Linked DNA regions of Hordeum vulgare: region 2 is linked to region 1. The links are chromatin contacts, called in public Hi-C maps. All regions are on one chromosome and are shown on one strand. Each heading gives the region's core, a stretch centred on a gene start, on an enhancer-like site or on the middle of the called end of the contact. The rest is flanking DNA. Distances are from core to core; before and after follow the strand shown. Region 1 holds the start of LOC123413618 (protein JASON-like). Region 2 holds the start of LOC123412906.

Region 1 (4,612 bases), core at 1,554-4,053:
TCCTCTGCGGAGACGGCTACGGTTCGGTGGCGCGGAAGGATGGAGGACGCGAGCTGGCCTGGATAACGGCGGCCGGGGGACGGCAGATGCATTAGATGGGTGACGGCCCTTGAATCAAAATCGACGAAAAGCAACCCAAATCCGCAGAACAAGAATGCAGAGGAAGAGAGGGACATCGGCCAGGGGAGCACAACCTACACGACAGACACCGCTGCCACCAGCACTTCGCTCGATGGACCCAAAGACTGGAGAGGAGACGGGGGAGGGGGTTCACACTGGCCACCTCCACCCCACAATGGCCACAGCGTCATCCTGGCCCAGGCCAGACACGACACCGCGGTCATTGCCATTGGTACTTCGCTCGACGGACACACGATTGGAGAGGAGGGGGCTGCACACCGACCGCTCGCGCCCCTCGCCGGCCCCGGCGTCCTCCTAGCCCAGGACGGACACGACAAGGTGACGGGGCGCTGCCACCCCGCCCAAGCAGCCGAGGAAGAGCCGCTGGCGAGAGCTCAATGCAGCCTCGGGGCCACCTCACGCCGAAGGTATCGCGCCGAATAGGAAGCTGGCGTCGGTGATGGAGCTGCGATGGCGGCCTCGAGCGGGAGAAGAGATGAAGCCAACTAAATCTGAAGAAACAAAAGAAGAAAAATGAAACGGTGGTGGAGTGACGGCGGCGGCCTTGAGCAGGTCGGCCCGCCATGGCCGGGGTACGGGGGTAGCGACAAGGCCCTCGAGCAGGATGGGGAACTCAGGGGCGGAGCGCTGCTCTCTTCTCTAGCAGAAGGAGGAAGATGGAGGCGGAGGAATGGCAATGTTGTGGATAAGTAGCTCGTCTCGGTGGGGATTTACCCCATCCCAGAAGCCACGGCCCAAAACCGGCTCTTCTAATAACCATCCGGTCCCTTAGTGCTTATTGCTATTTCTTTTTTTAATCAATCGTTCTTGCTAGATGTACATCCATCGAAAGATGTTGGATGTACCAACTGCAATTTTTTTTATGTGCTCATCCGCTGAATTATGTTTGTTTTTCTTTAAAAAGATCGTTGGATTGTGTGCGAGTGTTCGACTGAAACTCTAACATCCCGACTTAAACGTTTATTTTTTATCCGTTTGGATCAGCCGAACAAACGCTGATGTCCGTTTTTCACTTGGATCGATGCATGCATCCACGTAGGCCTCGACACAAATTTTTAAATACGGAGTAAAACCATAGAATTATAAAAGCCTAAATAACGATAATTAAACATTAAAACACAGGTCAAACGTTAGCCTATGTTTAAATCCGCTCAGCGTGGACACACTCCTCCGCTAGATGGCATGACTTCCAATGCAGGAGATAGGCCGTCTCTTGCTCCGCGGGAGGTGACGACGGCGTCAGCGAAGAGCTTGCACCTGGGTGAGCTTACCCTTTCCCTTGCTGAAAAACCCTGTGGCGGAGGGTGGATGGAGCTGGCTAGGGCTACAGTTTGGTATTGTCGGCAAGGGCGCAAGTGTGTCTAGATGAGGACGGGGAGAAGTGGATGAGGCCGACCCCATCGCACGCTTTCACTAAAAAGAACAACGACCATCAGCTTTCCTTTTTCTTTTGTCTCAATCATCTTCTTCTCCTTGGCATTCGGCACGGGGACCCGAATTAGGTGGTCGCGTTTGATAGGACCGTGGACAATAAATGATCAATACATGGTTTTTTTAAGTGATTAATGCATACTTTTTTATATCCCGTTGCAACGCACGGGCCTTTTTGCTAGTAGTACTAAACGAGGCAACTTAGCCTCGTCAATATCAAAAATTGCTCCTTTCGTGATCATGTTTGTAAGATAAGATGGTCAGTCGAGGGTACTATTTGTTTGTGGACTAAGTGTTCATGGTGTGGGTTATCACTAATTATTAGACAACTCTCTTCCGCTTATTTAATATAGAGGGAGGTCTTTGGACCACGGTCCAAAAAATATAGCCCCTCTCACTATGAAAACAATATCGGCTCACATGATTAGCTTTGAGGGGAGGCCAGACTTTACCTCAGCGATTGGATCTGTCGACGACAAACCAAAACATCTATATACATTTGTGTGGTCCGCTTTGACGTGTTGTAAAAAATCTTTGATGAACTAGTCGATGCATCAAATCGTATACTACGCGTTAGAGCAACTAGTCGATCGGCGCATAAAACTCAAATACCGGCATGACGCACGAAGAGAAACCGGTCATATGCATGAAACATGTGATCTACACCATTTACCCCATTTACCCCGCTTCCGGGTGAAAACCCGGGAAGGCGGGAAGAAGGCAGGAAGAAGGCGAGTTAATTGACAAGTAACTTGAACGGATCCCCACGCAACTTCCTTCCCCCTTATGGCCTTATTGGTGCCAATGTCAATGAGGCGGCGCCAAAGCCCTATCTCGCAGCCACATCTTCTTCAAGGAGCTCGTCGCCGGAATCCGCAGGAAAATCCCCGCGGCCGGCGAACAGTCGGCGTCGGAGGAACCCATTTTCTTCGTGCCTACAGTGTCCCTCGCTCATTCCCGACGCCGACTTCTGTCCCACCCGAATCCACCACCGCGGTCAGCTCAAATCACGTTCGCATCGCGCCACCCCTCGCGAGACCCGTTCGTTCGTCGCCCGAGCGTGGCCCAGGCTGATTAATGCCACGGCACGACGGCCCAGTGACGGAGGAGGCGGTCCGGGCCGCGATGGACACGAAGCAGCAGCCCTGCTGACTGACCGGGCCGAGACTCGAAGAGCCTGGCCCGTCGCCCCGGGCTCATTCGAGTTTATCTCATCTCACTCACTACGGCTACCTCTTTCCGGTCCCCCGTGTCTCCCATTTCGAACGGCCGCCTCCTCCGTCCGTCCGTCCCCATCCCGTCCCCGATCCCGCGGCGAGTCGGCGGTAGCGGAACCCTAGCCGCCGGCGGGGGGCGCGATGTGCGGGTGCGCGGAGGCGCTGGTGAGGGCGGTGGTGGCCTTCTTCGACGCCGTCCTCGTCGACTGCTTCCTCTCCTGGTTCCGCCTCCGCCGCCCCGGCCCCGGTCCCGACAGCCCCGCCTCCGCCAACCGGGTAAGCCAAACCCTACCTCCCCCACCCTCCTGCGGCCCCTCGATTCTTCCGTGCTCCTGGCCCAGGCGGCGACGATTTATTTATTTTTTCCGGCGCGTTCGCGTCTGCGCAGGATCCGCCCGTGCACAAGGACCGGGGAGGGGACGCGCTCCGGGCCTCGGACGAGGAGAAAGGTAGGTGCCCGGTCAGATTCGTGATTTCGCGGTATGGTTTGGTTTGGTTTGGTCCGGTGTGCTGTGGTTGACCTCTGCGCCGTTCGTTTCGATGCGTGCGTGGTGTTGTTTCAGGTTTTGCGGAGAGCACCGGGTCCAACGAGCAGCTGCTTGCAGACGGAGATGACACTGATGAGGAGCTTAGGCGAGAGGTATGTGCGATGACACTGATGAATATGCTGTTTCTGCAATGCGCGTGATGTGTGTGTGTGTGTGGATGGTTTAGATGTAGATCGAGATTAAAGTTTACACGGTGCCTGCTGACAGGTAGGTGAATCCATGTCCCATTTTTGGGTCACCGATGCGGGGTGGGTGGGTGCGCGCTTGCTTACTGTGACTTCAGATTGTAGTTCCGGGCTCATCTTGTGACTACATATGTGTTACTGTATTTCCCCACAGCGCACAATGTATGTGGACAGTTTAGATGGAGAGATACTATTAAGTTTACGCAGTAGCTAATAACTGAATGAACCCATGTCCCTTTTCTGTGTCACACATGTGGGGAATGTCTGTGTAAGACCTTTTTGACGGTCCCATTGTAGTTCGACGGATCATTTTAAAGGTTCATTTTTTGGTTGCAATGTGTGTTACCTTTAGGTTTCCATCTGCTACAAGGTAGCAGTTTATATTGAATTTGATTGTGCTTGTAGTTCTCTGTTGAGCATTATATGAGTGGTTTATGTTTACCCAACATCACACTGTAACTACTAGTTGTGGCATATAATTTTCGATGACAAGTGCTTTGTTTACTGTATTTCTGCAAATAACTAGTTGTTGGTTTTCTATGCTTATATGTTATGACCAAATGAACTGGAATTTTCATGTAGTGGGTATTATATATGGTCAATCATTCCTTTGATATGTTCTGGTGACTTGCTTGTTTTGGGACGGAGGGAGTAATATTTTACAGATATACTTCACATATGTGCAAATGCACAAACAGCTGTGGGTATATTAGCTACCCCAGCTGCACATTTGCTTTCGTGCAGTCAAAAAAGAACACTGGAGGTTCTATTTTTCACCAGAACATATCAAAGGAATGATTGACCATATATATACCCATTACATGAAAATTCCAGTTCATTTGGTCATAACATATAAGCATAGAAAACCAACAACTAGTTATTTGCAGAAATACAGTAAACAAAGCATTGGAACATATGGTTTTAGTCCAGAATTTTTCATCGCTCCTAGTCCTATCTCATTGGCTCACTGATGCTGATATTATTGATCTGCAGCCACATGTACAGTCTGTTCTGTCATATTATAGTTTTATCCTCTGCATTTGTTTCCTTTTTACGTTCTGGCAGTACCTGACTTAGTTTTCAGATATTG
Region 2 (4,612 bases), core at 1,088-3,587, 280 kb after region 1:
ACAGCGCATCCCTACCCCGCATGCCAAATATCAGAATCGGGGCTCCAGGGACCGAAGAGGTTCGAACTCTGGTGTGCGCGGGTTCTCCCGCCCTACTCTAGTTCGCGACCTTACGGAGACACTCCAGCGTGTTGGGTCTAAGGAAGAAGAATAGCGAACATGACAGTTTACCCAGGTTTGGGCCAGCTCATGGTGTAAAACTCTACTCCTACTTGTGTGGATTGCTTGAGGGTGAGAGAGAGAGATAGTACAAGGGTCAGTTCTTCCTAGTGTTGGGGTTGATCCCTTCTACGGTGGCAGCCTGCCCTCTCTTACACTGACCACGGTCCTCTTCCCTCGGAAACAAGGCGGGAAGGGTTGCCACAACGACCAGTTTGAAGGGGGACAAGACTGCAGCCTACCCTGACAAAAGTGGTCTTCGCCTGCAAAAGCTTCCTGCCATGACGCGTTGGTGGGCTCGGGGTTGACCTCCGCCTTGGCGATCCTCCCGTCATAGTCTTCTTGCACTGAAGGGGAAACCTTTAGGGATTGCTTTGGGAACTGGCGGTGGCCCTGCTCCCTTAGCACAAAAAAGGACAACCTTCTCATCCGTTTCCTGCTGGCACGCCTCCTGTTGTCGCTTGGCATAACGTGCATCACCCACGTGACATGCAGGACCATGCGACTTCGCCGAGCCCAGTGTCAGTAACGTTGTGACGTTTGATACACACAAGGTATTCCTCCGGTGTCAGTGAGTTATATGATCTCATGGTCATAGAAATAAATACTTGACATGCAGAAAACAATAGCAATAAAATGACACGATCAATATGCTACGTTCATAGTTTGGGTCTAGTCCATCACATGATTCTCCTAATGATGTGATCCAGTTATCAAGTGACAACACTTTGCATATGGTTAGAAAACCTTAACCATCCTTGATCAACTGGCTAGTCAACTAGAGGCTTACTAGGGACATTGTTTTGTCTATATATCCACATATGTATCTTTGCTTTCATTCAATACAATTATAGCATGGATAATAAACGATTATCTTGAAACATGAAATATAATAATAACTATTTTATCATTGCCTCTAGGGCATATTTCCAACACTTTTGTCCGTTTGGGTCGTCCGTCCGTCTAGCGGACATGAGGCGGACACGCGCGGCCTGTGGACGAACCCAACGCACGAGATGCAAAAAAGCGGACGACCCCGCCCTGTTGTTCCTTTCGCTCTCTCCCAGGGCCAACGCTAGCATCACTGCCGACCTGCGCGTGCTCAGGGCCGGGCCGCACCTCGCGGGGACGGCCGAGCGCATGCCTCCCTCGCGTTGCCGGACCGGATGGCCGAGATCGATCCCGACACGCATCTGGCGCGAGCACGAGTCCCCTAGAGGAACGAACCTCCCTCCGCCCCTCGCCCCCGCCCATCGTTATAAACGACGGCGTACGCACCAGAGGCAGCCCAACCCAGCCCCCTTCGCCCCGCCTCGCCTTGAACACATCGCCAGTGGAGCAGCCAACGAACCACAGCCGACGCTCGATCCGTCCGCCCGTTCGTCGACATGGGCCTGAAGGTACGAGATGCACGCGCATAAATCCACTGCTTCCTCTCCCCCTCTCGATCTCGCGCTGCTCTGTCGCGCGACCGTCGCGCCCCCACACCACATGTAGCGGCCTTGGGGAGTGGCGGACCGCTGATAGGTGGGACCAGGGCGGACACGAGAGGGGAGGAGCGGACGACGGGAGCGCCCAGTTTTGTCCGTCACGGATCCATTTATAACCTAATTTTGCTTCCAGTTTAGATCGGGATGGACAACAAGCGAACACCAGACGGACACGCGCGTTCATTTGGGTCATCCCTTGGACCAGTTTTTGTGTCGAATGACCCAAACGAATAAAATGAATAAAATGGATCGCTGAGTTGGATTGCTCTAAAAGGACCAAACACGACAAAGAAAAACATGGCCACTATCTCCGCACAACAGAATCACACAGTCACACCGCCATCATAAAGAAAAAGCGGTGCGGTGCGGTGCGGCTGCGGCGCGGCGGCTCCTCCCCATTCCCCGAGTTCCGACCGGCCACCGAGACACGGACACACACACACACACACACCCCGCGGCTCCGACCAACCATGGCCGCCGCCTCCTCCTCCGCCCTCGCGTCGCCGCGCACCGCGCGCCAGCTCGTCGACGCCCTCACGGCGCACCTCTCCCTCTACCACGCCTCCAACCCTAGCAGCCCCTCCGCCTCCGCCTCCCCCTCCCCGCGCGCCGCGATCCTGCGCTGGCTGGCCGCGCTCCCGCCGCCGGCGCGCGCGGCGGCCTGCACGGCCCTCCTGCCCCCGTCCGCCTCGGCCGCGCTCCTCTCCATGCTCCGCCGCCTCCGCCTCCGCGGCCACTCCTCCTTCTTCGTCCTCGCCGACCCGGCCCCCTCCGACCCCTCATCCCCCACCGTCCTCTCGCGCCTCTCCCGGGGCCTCCTCGCGCGCGCCGCCGCCGCCTCCCGCGCGCACGACCTGCTCTTCTCCCGCGCGCTCCTCTTCACCGCCACCCCCGCCTCCCCGACCCCCGATGCGCTCACGCTCGCCGAGCCCCTCCTGGCCGACCTCGACGCCTTCGTCGCCGCCATGGACGAGATCTCCGCCGGGGCCTTCCTCCGCGCAGGCGCCGGCGACGGCGAGCTGGATTTAACCGCATTGGCGTCCCAGGACTTCCCCGAGCTGCCCTGGCTGAAAGCCAAGGGGTACTACGTGATCGAGGAGCTCGTCGCCAACTGGGTCGAGATCGCGCTGCGGATGTCCTGGGCGGCGGCCGGGGGAGGCGGCGCTGGGGGGAAGAAGGCGCTGAGGGTCGGGAGGTGCGTCAAGGAGAAGGCCGGGCTCGCCTCCACGGCCTTCTGGAGGGAGAAGGGGTATGTGGACTGGTGGATGCGGCTGGAGCCCCGGGTGAGAGCAAGGATCACGGGAGCCTTCTTCGGGAAGAGTGCCAAGGCGCTGGTAATATGCCCTCCCGCACTGCGTTTCGACATGTTTTTTCGTTCATGGCTATGGAGTTCCATGGTCGATGCTTGTCTCAGTTGTATGTATGCATTTAATTTCAGGCTATATAGCTTGTACATGCAAAGTGCAAAGTTTTATCTGTTAGTAACACATTTGCTTCTTATTGTACATGACTGTATGAATTGTGTTGCTATCTGGTCTAATTAGGATGTATAGGTGAGTTAAATAGGACTAATTTTCGTTTTATGGGGTGGTAGAGGCAGCATCCATGTATTCTGGGTAGCTAATTGCCATTTTTGCATGGAAAGAAGTAATGTTGGCTGAATGTGCTTGAGGAAGAAAAACACAAAAGTGATGGGAATTGCATGCCTAGAATGTTATTCACTTATTGTCATCATATTTGAAATCAGCTGTTTTAAGTAAAGTAGACTCTGAGAAAAACCTTCCAGAAAAAGCTAAACAGCACAAATATACTGCCCTTGGATCCATGATTTAATTGTGCAGCGTTCTGTCTGGGAGGCTCTAGTGGAGGATGGATTGGAAGATTATGTTAGTTATTTAAGAAAAGAGTGAGTTCACTGATATATTTTGTCAGATAACAAAAGACTCACCCTTAATGCTTTACATATTGTTTTGGAAAGATCATATCAAACATTCTAGCATTCTGCTTATGTAATGCATGTTTAGAGGGTGGAAATGACTTTTTGCTAAAATATCGGCACTTGCATAATTAAACTATTTGGCAAACGACGGATTGACTTTGCTTGCCAAAATGTGCATTCTTTTGTGAATTACAAGCATAGACGCTCCATACACTCTTTCATAACCAATGCATCAGGGATGATTATCATGTTGCTGTTACTAGGTTGAACAAACCAAAGATCTGATCACAAACCAATCATTTATTGAAAACAACTTTGAGTCCTTGTTGACTCAAATGGTTTGCTTTTCGTAAATCCTGTGTAGGAGTGCTTTTAATAATAGATTCCACAATAGGTTCGACCACAAGTAGGTTACTTTTGGCCTGGACAATTTAGTGTGTCCTACCCACAGTTCTCCTCTAGCTTATGTGTAAACTTTCATTTTCATTATTGATTTGTTTGTCTTTCTTGGGCAATCAGATACATGCAGGTTGACAAATTGGTCGTCCTTTTATCAAAATCCCGATTCAGTGTTTCTTTTAAATACCGACTGAAGATATTGCTATCCTGAATATGCTAATTGCTTATGTTGACCAGCCTGCTGACACGGTGTACACGAACAATCATCTCTTTTTGCCACCCCATACCTTCTTGTTTTACATACCGCTAATGTTGGGAAGAGGATCACTGAAGTTGTGTCATTGGTGTGCAGTTAATCTGAGGAAGTTGCTATGCCAAGCATATTTAAGTCACATACTAATAGCTCAAGTTTGCAGGCTAATGAGATTGGAGGATCAGATGTTGCTTCTAGCGATTCTGGATCATTTATTGCAGACAGTTTGTATGGATGTACACGGCAGTCTTTTTTCAGAAAGAATCAACCTGGTTGCGGCGATGTTGCAAGCATTCTGTCTTGTAAAAAGAAGCCTGCTTTTGCTAAAGAATTAAAAAGATTGCTAGTGCTTCAGGAGATAGTGTGTTTAAA

Evidence for each region. Hi-C and Micro-C count contacts between places; a contact is called where the count stands out from the background.
Region 2: a Hi-C map of seedling shows a contact between it and region 1, with 2.7 times the contacts expected there. The contact joins the promoter of LOC123412906 here to the promoter of LOC123413618 in region 1. A contact is called at or near these places in 2 of 6 Hi-C or Micro-C datasets (leaf and seedling).

Annotation. Positions count from the first base shown.
Region 1 is chr7H:596,647,467-596,652,078 of MorexV3_pseudomolecules_assembly, forward strand. LOC123413618 (protein JASON-like) reads left to right here and starts at 2,804. Exons shown (of 8, transcript XM_045106556.1): 1 at 2,804-3,065; 2 at 3,178-3,238; 3 at 3,353-3,429. The coding sequence starts at 2,931.
Region 2 is chr7H:596,923,747-596,928,358 of MorexV3_pseudomolecules_assembly, forward strand. It overlaps LOC123412906, which reads left to right and starts at 2,338. Exons shown (of 17, transcript XM_045105868.1): 1 at 2,338-2,983; 2 at 4,404-4,612. The coding sequence starts at 2,357.